Regions from separate parts of the Sparus aurata genome. Here region 2 is linked to region 1. The links are chromatin contacts, called in public Hi-C maps. All regions are on one chromosome and are shown on one strand. The core of a region is the stretch at or near the end of the contact, and the rest is flanking DNA. Distances in the headings are between cores, read along the strand shown. Region 1 holds the start of pus10 (pseudouridine synthase 10). Region 2 holds the start of nup133 (nucleoporin 133).

Region 1 (5,015 bases), core at 1,181-3,680:
GTCCACAGCGATGCTCTTCTCTCTGAAACAGGAGAGAAAAACAACAAACCTGTGATTCCACCTGAAGCCCGACCGAACGAAAAACATTAAAAAACATCAAGATAAATTCCTTCACCTCAGTTCCTTCTTCACGTGAAGCCAACAGGAGTGCTGCAGGGATGAAAGAAGACACATCAACAGACAAATATGGATTCATCCGCTGCTGGAAATAGTCCCCAACAACCACCCGACCTCCTCAACAACCACAGCGAGCGACTGTTTGAGGAAATGACTGTTTTAAATGAAACTTTTTATCTGTGAGGTGTTTTTAAAGATCCTCAGTGGGAACAAACGTGCCACAGACAGGAAGGCAGAAAGTACTGAAAGCATGTTGTTGGTTTTTATGTGATTTGAAATATGAAAGATTTAATCAATCTTCTGACAGAACAGCTCACAAACACAACACTGTTCATAACGCGTGCTGAAACAGTGAATCAATTAATAAAGTTAGTTAAGAATTTCTATTCACAGGCATCATATTCAGCTGTGGAGAACCGTGACAATCTTCTGACATTCTACAGAACAAATGATTGAAATATTAATAATATGAAGATCAGCAGGTGTCTGTTTGTGACACCACACAGAGACACTGACCTCTCGGACACACAGCTGAGCGGGCAGAGACACGGACAGCACCAGGGTGTCGAACTCGTACTTTTCGGCCTTCACTGTCTCGGCTATCTGTGAAAGTAGAACAAAACCTCACGTTCACGGTACACTGCGCTGGCACTGTTGTGTCTGAAAGCTGTGAATGTTTAACCTCACACACACCTTGAGGGCCTGAGCCGGGCCACAGAGGTCCTGCAGGATCCCCAAACACACCACACACACACGCGACTCTTCATCCTTCAGCTTGACCGCAGCAGCAGCGTCTTCCTCTGACGGACCGGCCTCCAGTTTCGCTCTTTTACTCGGAGGGTCTTCAGGTGGCTCTGACACTGCTGCATCATGGGATTTGTTGTTTTCATCTGTGGACTCTGCTGATGCTGAATCCTGTGTTTTGGGGTTCTCTGTACTGCTGATGAAAGCTTGAAGTTCGTTGAGTGTATCCTGTGTGAGATGGAAAAAACACAACGGCATGAGGGACCAGTGAGCGGCTGGCTGAGGAGGGAACACGTGTTCTTCATGCAGGATGAGTCTCACCTGAGGGGGTTTTCTGTAGGCAGCCTGGACGCTCACGCAGCAGAACCGGAGGACGCAGCGAGCGCAGCAGCCGGCTGACAGCAGCTTCTGGACGATGGGTTTGTCCTTCTCCTTCAGCGGCAGCATGACTCCAGACTGCAGGAGGTGCAGAGACATTCAGGAGGAAACACACGATCAGACACATCAGTGCTGGAAGGATTCCTTCAACACTTTCCAAGTAAACACACACATTAAATGCTGCTTCAACTGTATTTATGTATCATTGTGCACGATGAATCAGTCCCTGCTGGTGTTGATGTGAATGTCTCTCTAGTTATTTTATCTGATGTTTTAAAAAAAAACATCTCAGGCTGAATCTCATCTGCCAACAATGACTTTGCAAAACATAAATGCAATTTTCACAGCTTCACAGATGAGAAATAAACTTGTCTGTGCTCTCTGGTGGACAATCTGTCCCCCTCTTTATCATGAGGGTCACTGTGATAACCAAACTTAATGTATCCTTGTTTAAAATGTATATCATCACTATTACCCTCACAAATCCAATAACTGCATCACTTATTATCTCTCACTTCTGTATTTTTATTTTACTCTGTTGTTCTCATATTTGTATACCATCCTGGCTGTTTTATATATATTTACATATTATATTTTATATTTATTACCTATACAGGCAAATAGCTGCGATAGCTAGTAGACAGCTGCTCCTGTAATGTGCAGCACACACGATGTAAATAATGAGTTGTTGAACCCACCTCTGCCCAACAGGCTCAAAACAGCAGCTAAAGCATGTTAGCATGTTTTCCTGTCTGCTGTGTGCTAAGCTAACGTAGCTAACACTAACTTTTCCACAGCCATAATAAGAGGACGTGAATGGAAACAGCCCAGTGAGCTGCAGCTTAATACTCGAAATACACCTACCGGACACAAAGGTGGTTAATCCAGGAAGATATGAAGTAAAACAGGCTATAGTTTCATTTACTTGTTAACATGTTCATCCAAAATGCTTCTTTCCTGATGTTTTAGCCTGAACAGACGAAGCTAATCAACCCAGATCAGATTTACTTAAATTAATGCGAAATAAATCATCTTATTTTAACAATAAATAGGCTACACCCCACCGACAAATGATAACTGAACACCTTCACGTATAATCTTAACAAACATTGAGATCATTTCCATAAAAATCATCGTAAATTAATTCTATCACATCGGTATTTGACGCCTACTGTCTGTTACGTCATCTCCAAGCGCCGGGCAGTTTGACAGCCGGGTCCTTCTTCTCTGCGCAGCAGCCGGTGTCTCTAGAAGGTTCTAACTGGGACCGGGTGGAGATACCTTAATCTAAGTCCATCCGAAGCCGAATCGCAGTGTTTCGGCCCCGGGGTGCATCGGTCCCCTTCTGAAGACTTCTTTTAACATTTTCCATCGATTATAAAGTCAAGATGCCCGAAGTGAGAACGGCATCGAATGCCTCAAACATGGGCAGACACAAAGGAGGGGCGTACCAGGACCGCGACAAGCCGGCCCAGATTCGGTTCAGTAACATCTCTGCGGCCAAAGGTAGGCCAAAATACATATACTGTTGAAACGGCTGGTATCTGGTCCAAAAGCTCACCATCAGTTATAATAGTTCTGGGTTGGGTTGGGTTGGGTTGGGCTGGGCACCGTTATTCATTGGTACTCGTCTCTACCTCGTCCGAAATCTAATTCAGTAAAGTGCCATTTTAACACTTTTACTCCGTAATAAAAAGCACATGAGGGATACAATAGCTGAGAGCGATTTCTTGATTCAAAATAATCCACTTCTCTATTCGGCATGTATGACTGCACCAGATACGACTTCAAACTCGAGTTTCTTCCGTTAAAGCTTCTGTCATTGTTAGCTTAAAGTAGCAGGCAGCATGAGGCAGTCATTTCCAAAACTGTGATGTAAAACACCAGGAGTTTGGTGCACTGTTCTCTTCCTGCAAGATGCTCATGACTCGACACAATCTCAGCATTAAGCTAGCTCAGTGTTTCTTACTATATATGGCCAGAGGCTAAGATGGGTACAATGATGAGCTAAACCAGGTAGAGTGCACTTCTGTAGTATTAGTGTCAGATACAACTGTTATTTTAATGTTTAATGTGGAAACCATTTTGATTCTCTTTTTGTGACCTGTCTTCTTATGAATAATTTATGCAGTTTGTTAATGTTATTATCCTGCAGTGTGTGCAAAGAAGAACAAGACCACATTAATATTAAGATGTTCTTTTGTTTGAAGCAATCAAAATATTAAAATGTTCCCTCCTGCTCATGAAAACATGGATGTTGAGTTGATTTTTGTTACTGTACTGATGTTGCACCTGCTTATTTGACAGCTGTTGCAGATGCTGTCAGAACCAGCCTGGGGCCCAAAGGCATGGACAAGATGGTCAGTAACAGATTTATCATCTTGATCACAGGCCAACTCAAGTTTGCGTCTTTTATGTCCACCGGTTACTAAAGCAGGTGCTGCTGTTTGTTTCAGATCCAGGATGAGAAAGGTGACGTGACCATTACCAACGACGGCGCCACCATCCTGAAGCAGATGCAGGTGCTCCACCCTGCAGCCAAAATGGTACGTTCCTACAGATGCTGCCTGGTTGTGTTGATTGTTCTGCATCCAAAACATGAACGTTAGTTTGATGTCCTCCATGGATGATTTGCAGTTCAACTCACTGGTATTTAATTAGTTCTAACCTGGCTTAAAATCTTTGTGTTTGTGTATTTCAGCTGGTGGAACTATCCAAAGCCCAGGACATTGAGGCCGGTGACGGCACCACCTCTGTGGTTGTGATTGCCGGGGCGCTGCTGGACGCCTGCTACAGGCTGCTGCAGAAAGGTGAGAGCTGCAGATGACAGAAAAAAACAAAATTTCAAATAAATGGATACAGTTCTGACTGCTTATTCTGCGTATGTTTGACATTCAGATTACTACTAATGAATCAGATTTTCTGCAGATGAACTAATCTATTGTTGAATAGTTAAAACAATAATGTTCACACGTTGTCCCATCGATCAGGCATCCACCCCACCATCATCTCGGAGTCCTTCCAGAAGGCCGTGGAGAAGGGTGTGGAGATCCTGACAGCTATGAGCCGGCCGGTGCAGCTGAGCGACCGCGAGACGCTGCTCAACAGCGCCACCACGTCGCTGTGCTCCAAGGTTGTGTCGCAGTATTCCAGCCTGCTCGCGCCCATGAGCGTGGATGCCGTCATGCGTGTCATTGACCCGGCCACCGCCACCGGTGTCGACCTGCAGGACATCAAAATCATCAAGAAGCTCGGGTGAGTGTGAGGTTATGTTAGATAATCCTTTTTATATTCCTTTGTGTTTCATGAACCTTTATAAGAATTATATATCCACTCCTGCTGTTAATCAAAGTTTCTATCCTTGTGTTACATCAGAGGGACCATCGATGACTGTGAGATGGTGGAGGGTCTGGTGCTGAACCAGAGGGTGGCCAACAGCAGCGTAACACGTGTGGAGAAGGCCAAGATCGGTCTGATCCAGTTCTGCCTGTCCCCGCCCAAAACTGACGTGAGTCACCTGATTAATCAGAGTGAAGACTGCAGCTGTTCTGACTGCTTCGACTTTAAAAGGAGGAAATACGTCTTAGTTGTGGTCTCGCTGTTTGTAATTGATCCTCATTGAAATGAACGGTTCCACGGTCATGTAGAGAATCGGTTTAACTCTTCACATCCAAAACAAACTTTATTTCTCAGCTTGTAATATTTGCTGAAGTAAGTGCTCTTAAAAGGCTTAATATTCTTCTCTCAGCACTGCTCAGAATCATTGCTGCTGTTTT
Region 2 (5,015 bases), core at 1,752-4,251, 160 kb before region 1:
GGCTGAGCTTCATGTCCAGGTACGTCACGTTCGCTCCCTCCTTCATCTCCTCGTAGTTGCTCTCTGAACCCTGGTGGGAGAGAAATGTTGAGAACATATTTACTCAAATAACTATCTGTAATAGTTTAAAGGATGTCAAGAATTAAACTGAGGATTTGATTCAATGAAAGACATTTAACTATATCTTGAACCAACACTGATCCACTGTTATAAAGTATATATGACCCCTTGTGTTTTGGTACTGACCCAGATGGCGTCGGCGATGCTCTCGGTCAGAGCTCTCTGGGCGTCCCAGCTGAGGATCTGGTGCTCGTAGCTGTCGTCCAGCTCCCATTTACTCAGACTGGAGCTGGTCAGCGTGTAGAGGCAGCTGGCTCCGCCCACCCACAGCACGCTGTGGAGCTGCAGCAGGAAAACAAAAAACAGAAAGACAGAGTCAGGCTAACGAATGTAGCAATCATCTCACCACGGAGCACAACTACAACTAAACACCAGTGGAATTGCTCTACTTTTATAGATTCTAGTAACTTTCTTTTCAGCTGAATCTGTAAGCGTGACTCACTGTGTCGTTGGCTGGTGGGGCGAGGATACCGAACAGGCTGGAGACGCGGCGCCCGATGCCGGAGAGCATTCCCTGGCCCTGCAGCAGGGCTCGGTACTGCAGCTTTCCTGAAGAATCCACACTCGCTCTCAACAGCCGATTCTTCTCTGAGGACAAGATGAAGCTTCCACCCTGACAGGAAAACATCGAGAAATAAATGTGGAGAAAACAACAGCAGGGATGTTCAGATTCTCACTGAGTTCCCAGTGATGAATTACAAATAAGAAAGGGGCTGCTGTATCAAAATAACTCTGATCTATTCATTTACTTACTCTGACAGCAATAACAAAGTTGCAGAGATCTCCCAGGTCGACATCAGTCTCTGTGTAGTTGCCCTCCTTGGCCAGGCTGGGCCACAGACGAGCCGTTCCCTCCACCGCCACGGCCAGGACGGAGATGGACTGAACGCCGGCCGACTCCAGAGGTGCTGCGGACGTCACCGCCACGAGGTCGGCTGTGTAGTTGTACTCACTGCTGGGCAGCTGCAGCTCCTTACACACTGACAACTGCAGCCAAACAGAGATCAAGAGCTTATTTCATGAATCTGTGAGTGTTTCTTCAAGGGCTGCAACTGACCAGACATTTTCAATGAATCATGCTATAGAAAAAATTGCATCACAGTCAATGAAATCTCCACAAACATTCACCTTACAAAGTTTAACAAAAGTAGCAAATCATCAACTGAGAAGCTGGAAACACGGCTGCAACTACTGCTTATTTTTGTTATCGATTATCAAGAGGATTATTTCCATGATTAACTGAGTAGTCGTCAATCAAACAATGTCAAAACATTTTTAAAAAATGCTCATCACAATGTCCAAGTGCCCAAAGTGACAAACAGTTGAAATCTCAAAAGACTTCTTCACACAATTAACAGATTATTACCCGATTAGTTGTTGATTAATCTTTGCAGCTGTAATCAGAGAACGTTTGCTGTTCTTGCTTGTTAACCGACTTAAACAATCAAATGATCTATTGATCTCTTTTCCAGTATTGATAAAATACTTTCATCATGCAGCTGTAAATATAAAAAAACTAATATTATAAACACAACAGTTTTGTTGCTCATGTGTTTCAAACTGACTACACAGACAGGACAGACTGATGCACCAACTTTCCATCTTCTCATAAGACATTTTTCTCTGGTGATCAAAAAGTCACAAAACGTTTTTCACATCTAACAAGTTTTGTGACGGTCTCTCCAGCTTTTTCTTTTCACGATGAACTCTCTGAACTGGAAGGTGGATGTTTTGTTTTGCCACTTGCGTCTTTAGTTTCTGGATCTTTGCTGTGAACTCTACCTTTGCCACGGCGGTCTGGCAGATCTTCCAGATGATCAGTTTCTCTCCACAGACCATCCAGGCCCAGCCGCTCTCATTCACCTTCACTGAAATCTGGTCATCAGCTAGAGGGACCGACACACACAGGAAGATTCAGAGGCAATACTGACAGACAGAAACGGACATCAACAAGGAATAGGTCAATGAAAATAAACTGAGATGTTGGTCCGATCCCCCGACATTTTAGATAACACAACAGAGATGAGGTTTGCTTTACCATCAGCCATCGTCAGCGCCTCCATCACTTTGACTGGCAGCGATGAGCCGAAGGTTTGCACATCATAGTTGATTGACTCTGCAGCTGCATGGCTCTGAACTCTGGTGGGTGTTGACCTGGTGGGAGACACATGTGAGAGTAAAACAGTTTTCTCTGGGCCATCAGCTGATTATTGAGCTCCAACTTCTTCATGGTGCAGTTGGATTTTAATATACTTCACTGAGAGATGTTTCTAATATCTAACTGGAGCAGAAAACAGCTGTCAGTGAGCATCAAGAGCGCCACAGACTGGTCACCACCTCCAAAATGATCATACTTTTGAATGAATACCTCTTTAAAACAACAGAACTGACCATCATAATCTTCATTAATGTATGATTTATCACAGGAGTGTTGTAGTAGACAGAATTAGTGTCAGCTAATACACAGGCCGGCTAGTGAATATACAAAAACACCGTCCAGCGGCTCCACTCACCTCGCCGAGAGAGACGTCCTGCGCGGGGAGAACAGCAGACTGCTGGCCGCTCCGGAGACGCTCTTCCTCCCGGTGGTCCTGCCCTGCTGCCTGCGGCCGGAGCCCGGGGCGGTGCGGGGGCTAAACATGCCTGCTGTGATACCCCGTACAGCTCAACAGTCGATAAGTTTGTCAAATTCGTCAAATTTAACCGTTAAAATCTATAAATACCGCCAACACTCGCTGTCACATCCCCTACAAACAGCGCGCGGTGCCGTCGCTTGATATATACGTCATCACTGGGTCAACTGAAAGTCCCGCCCATCGCCAAAATGACGTTTTAAAAAAATGATAATTCTAATTTTATTTTGTTTTAAAAGAACCTTCTCAGAAAATAATGTGTATTGTTATTATAATAATTATTTTCATTATTTTTACACTTCAATACATTTCCAAAAAGAGCTCCTGATTCCTTAACCATAAATGAAAGGACGTCATTATATTTACATTTATTCCAAATACGTTCCCTCCGCTTGTTATCATGAGTGAGCAAAACACTATAAAGCACTACAAACAATAATGTGCCCATTGGGCGTGTCCAATTAATTACAGTTACAGTGTAATAATACATTGTTTATTAGGTGTCACTAAATCACATAACATATAAGCGAATTAGGCGTTATTTAAAAAAATTATAATTCTACTGACCTACATTACTTGAGAGACTTTTCTCCAAACTGCATTTGAAAAAGTGTCAATTTTAAAGTTGTGTTGGTCAGCATACTAAGTGACGCATATTATGATTTAATTTCATACCTTGTGAATGGTGGTGCTGCACTATAAGCTGTTCCCGAAAAGTTGACACTTTTAAAAAAAATAATCTGCCGTTAATAATCGGCTGTTTGGTGAAATTTGCTTCGGCCCATGGCGTTTATTTTCCTTAATTTTCCAATGGAGTTTGGTTTGAGTCCAACCAGGCACAGGTAGTAGATCGTCGATAGACTAACCGTTGTAGTGTTCAGGGAAAGCCAGGCGGACGAGTCGATTAACGATAGCTGTTAACCATCAAAGATGAAAGCGGAGAGCTAGCTAACCTAGCATGATTTGATGGAGGCTGACCGGTGGGCGGAAAACCACGATGGAGCGGCAACGACAGGCAGCGGCGTAGCTTTAACTGGAAACTGAGCAGCACTTAAGCCTCATCAGCTTGCATACAGTAAGTAAGGAAGGCGAACAGCATGATATGCAGTGAGTGCTGATTTTTAACCGGAGGTGCTACGGAACCGGATCAATCCCGCTAAAAGTTTTGAGCCGCCAGGCCCACTGCGAGGAGCGCTAAGTTAGCTGGTTAGCTCAACCCCAAGCACCAACCTATAAAATGGAAACCTGCCTGCTTTATCCTGGATTAACGCGTGTCTCCATTTGTTTCCAACCCAGTCTCGGGCTTCAACTCGTTTAAACTGTCAGTAGAAGAGAATCCAGTGTCGTTTGCGCTAGTAAACACATTAGCTCGCTTCTTTGCTAGCTAATTAGCTACTGTGAAGATGCTTTACTTAAGAGGGTTAATATTGCCATGGAGATGATAAATCTGATTCAAAGCAGTTTAATAGACACGCACCGCCCTTTACATTCATAAGCGTACTTTAATTTCTGTGTTTTTAACCGCTTGGTGTGTCTGGTGATCGTCTTGTTTGGCAGACTGAGTGATTCCGTGATGTGCAGGTGTATTCCCTCTGAATCCTCTCAGGTGTGTGACTTTTTCCGCCTGTTTTCAGGTCATGAAGCGGGTTCGCACTGAGCAGATCCAGTATGCCGTGGCTCAGTACCTGAAGCGGAGGCAGTATGTGGACACTGATGGTTCCTTGAAAGGAGCCAAGCTCTTCCAGACGGCTGAGGAGATGGCTGCCAGCCTCACAGGTGAGCTGGGCTACCTGCACACATGAAGATGATAGTGTTGTTATGCAGACATGTTCTTTTTACCCTCGTAGGGAAACATGTGCTTTTTGCTTTTACTCCATTCAATTTTTTCAGCAACTACATTTACTTTGGTGTTAATGTGCAGAGCATATTGTTATGATCAAATTATATAATATCATGACCTATTTACTCAGACAGGTGTGTTGAGGTGTTAGACCTGCTTGAGTCGTCTTTGTGCAAAGCTATGCTGGGATTTACGGGACGTCAACAGAGTATATGTAGTAAAAGTGTGACAGCAACAACAGGACAGGGAGACAAATGTCTATCAGGCCTAATTCGCCCACAGCCACACAATCCTGAGTGAAGGTTTTATCAGACAAAATACTCTGATAGCAAAAATGTAATACTCCCCCAAGGGTGACACTGACACTCAGCACTGACACATGATTTATTCCTTCTCTCCTCTCTCTGTTTCTCTGAGCAGTG

The links. A called contact is a pair of places that touch in the nucleus more often than the background predicts.
Region 2: a Hi-C map of an unstated tissue shows a contact between it and region 1, with 6 times the contacts expected there. The contact joins the promoter of nup133 here to the promoter of pus10 in region 1. A contact is called at or near these places in 2 of 2 Hi-C or Micro-C datasets (skeletal muscle and an unstated tissue).

What each region holds. Positions count from the first base shown.
Region 1 is chr1:4,027,336-4,032,350 of fSpaAur1.1, reverse strand. It overlaps pus10 (pseudouridine synthase 10), which reads right to left and starts at 2,430. Exons shown (of 18, transcript XM_030428788.1): 1 at 2,412-2,430; 2 at 1,183-1,317; 3 at 811-1,089; 4 at 634-720; 5 at 116-150; 6 at 1-22. The coding sequence starts at 1,308. cct4 (chaperonin containing TCP1, subunit 4 (delta)) reads left to right here and starts at 2,430. Exons shown (of 13, transcript XM_030428798.1): 1 at 2,430-2,745; 2 at 3,547-3,599; 3 at 3,696-3,785; 4 at 3,941-4,049; 5 at 4,230-4,494; 6 at 4,615-4,747. The coding sequence starts at 2,628.
Region 2 is chr1:4,183,606-4,188,620 of fSpaAur1.1, reverse strand. It overlaps nup133 (nucleoporin 133), which reads right to left and starts at 3,001. Exons shown (of 25, transcript XM_030416383.1): 1 at 2,634-3,001; 2 at 2,159-2,274; 3 at 1,903-2,006; 4 at 874-1,107; 5 at 563-733; 6 at 247-402; 7 at 1-70. The coding sequence starts at 2,761. It overlaps taf5l (TAF5-like RNA polymerase II, p300/CBP-associated factor (PCAF)-associated factor), which reads left to right and starts at 3,594. Exons shown (of 5, transcript XM_030416417.1): 1 at 3,594-3,828; 2 at 4,388-4,529; 3 at 5,014-5,015. The coding sequence starts at 4,391.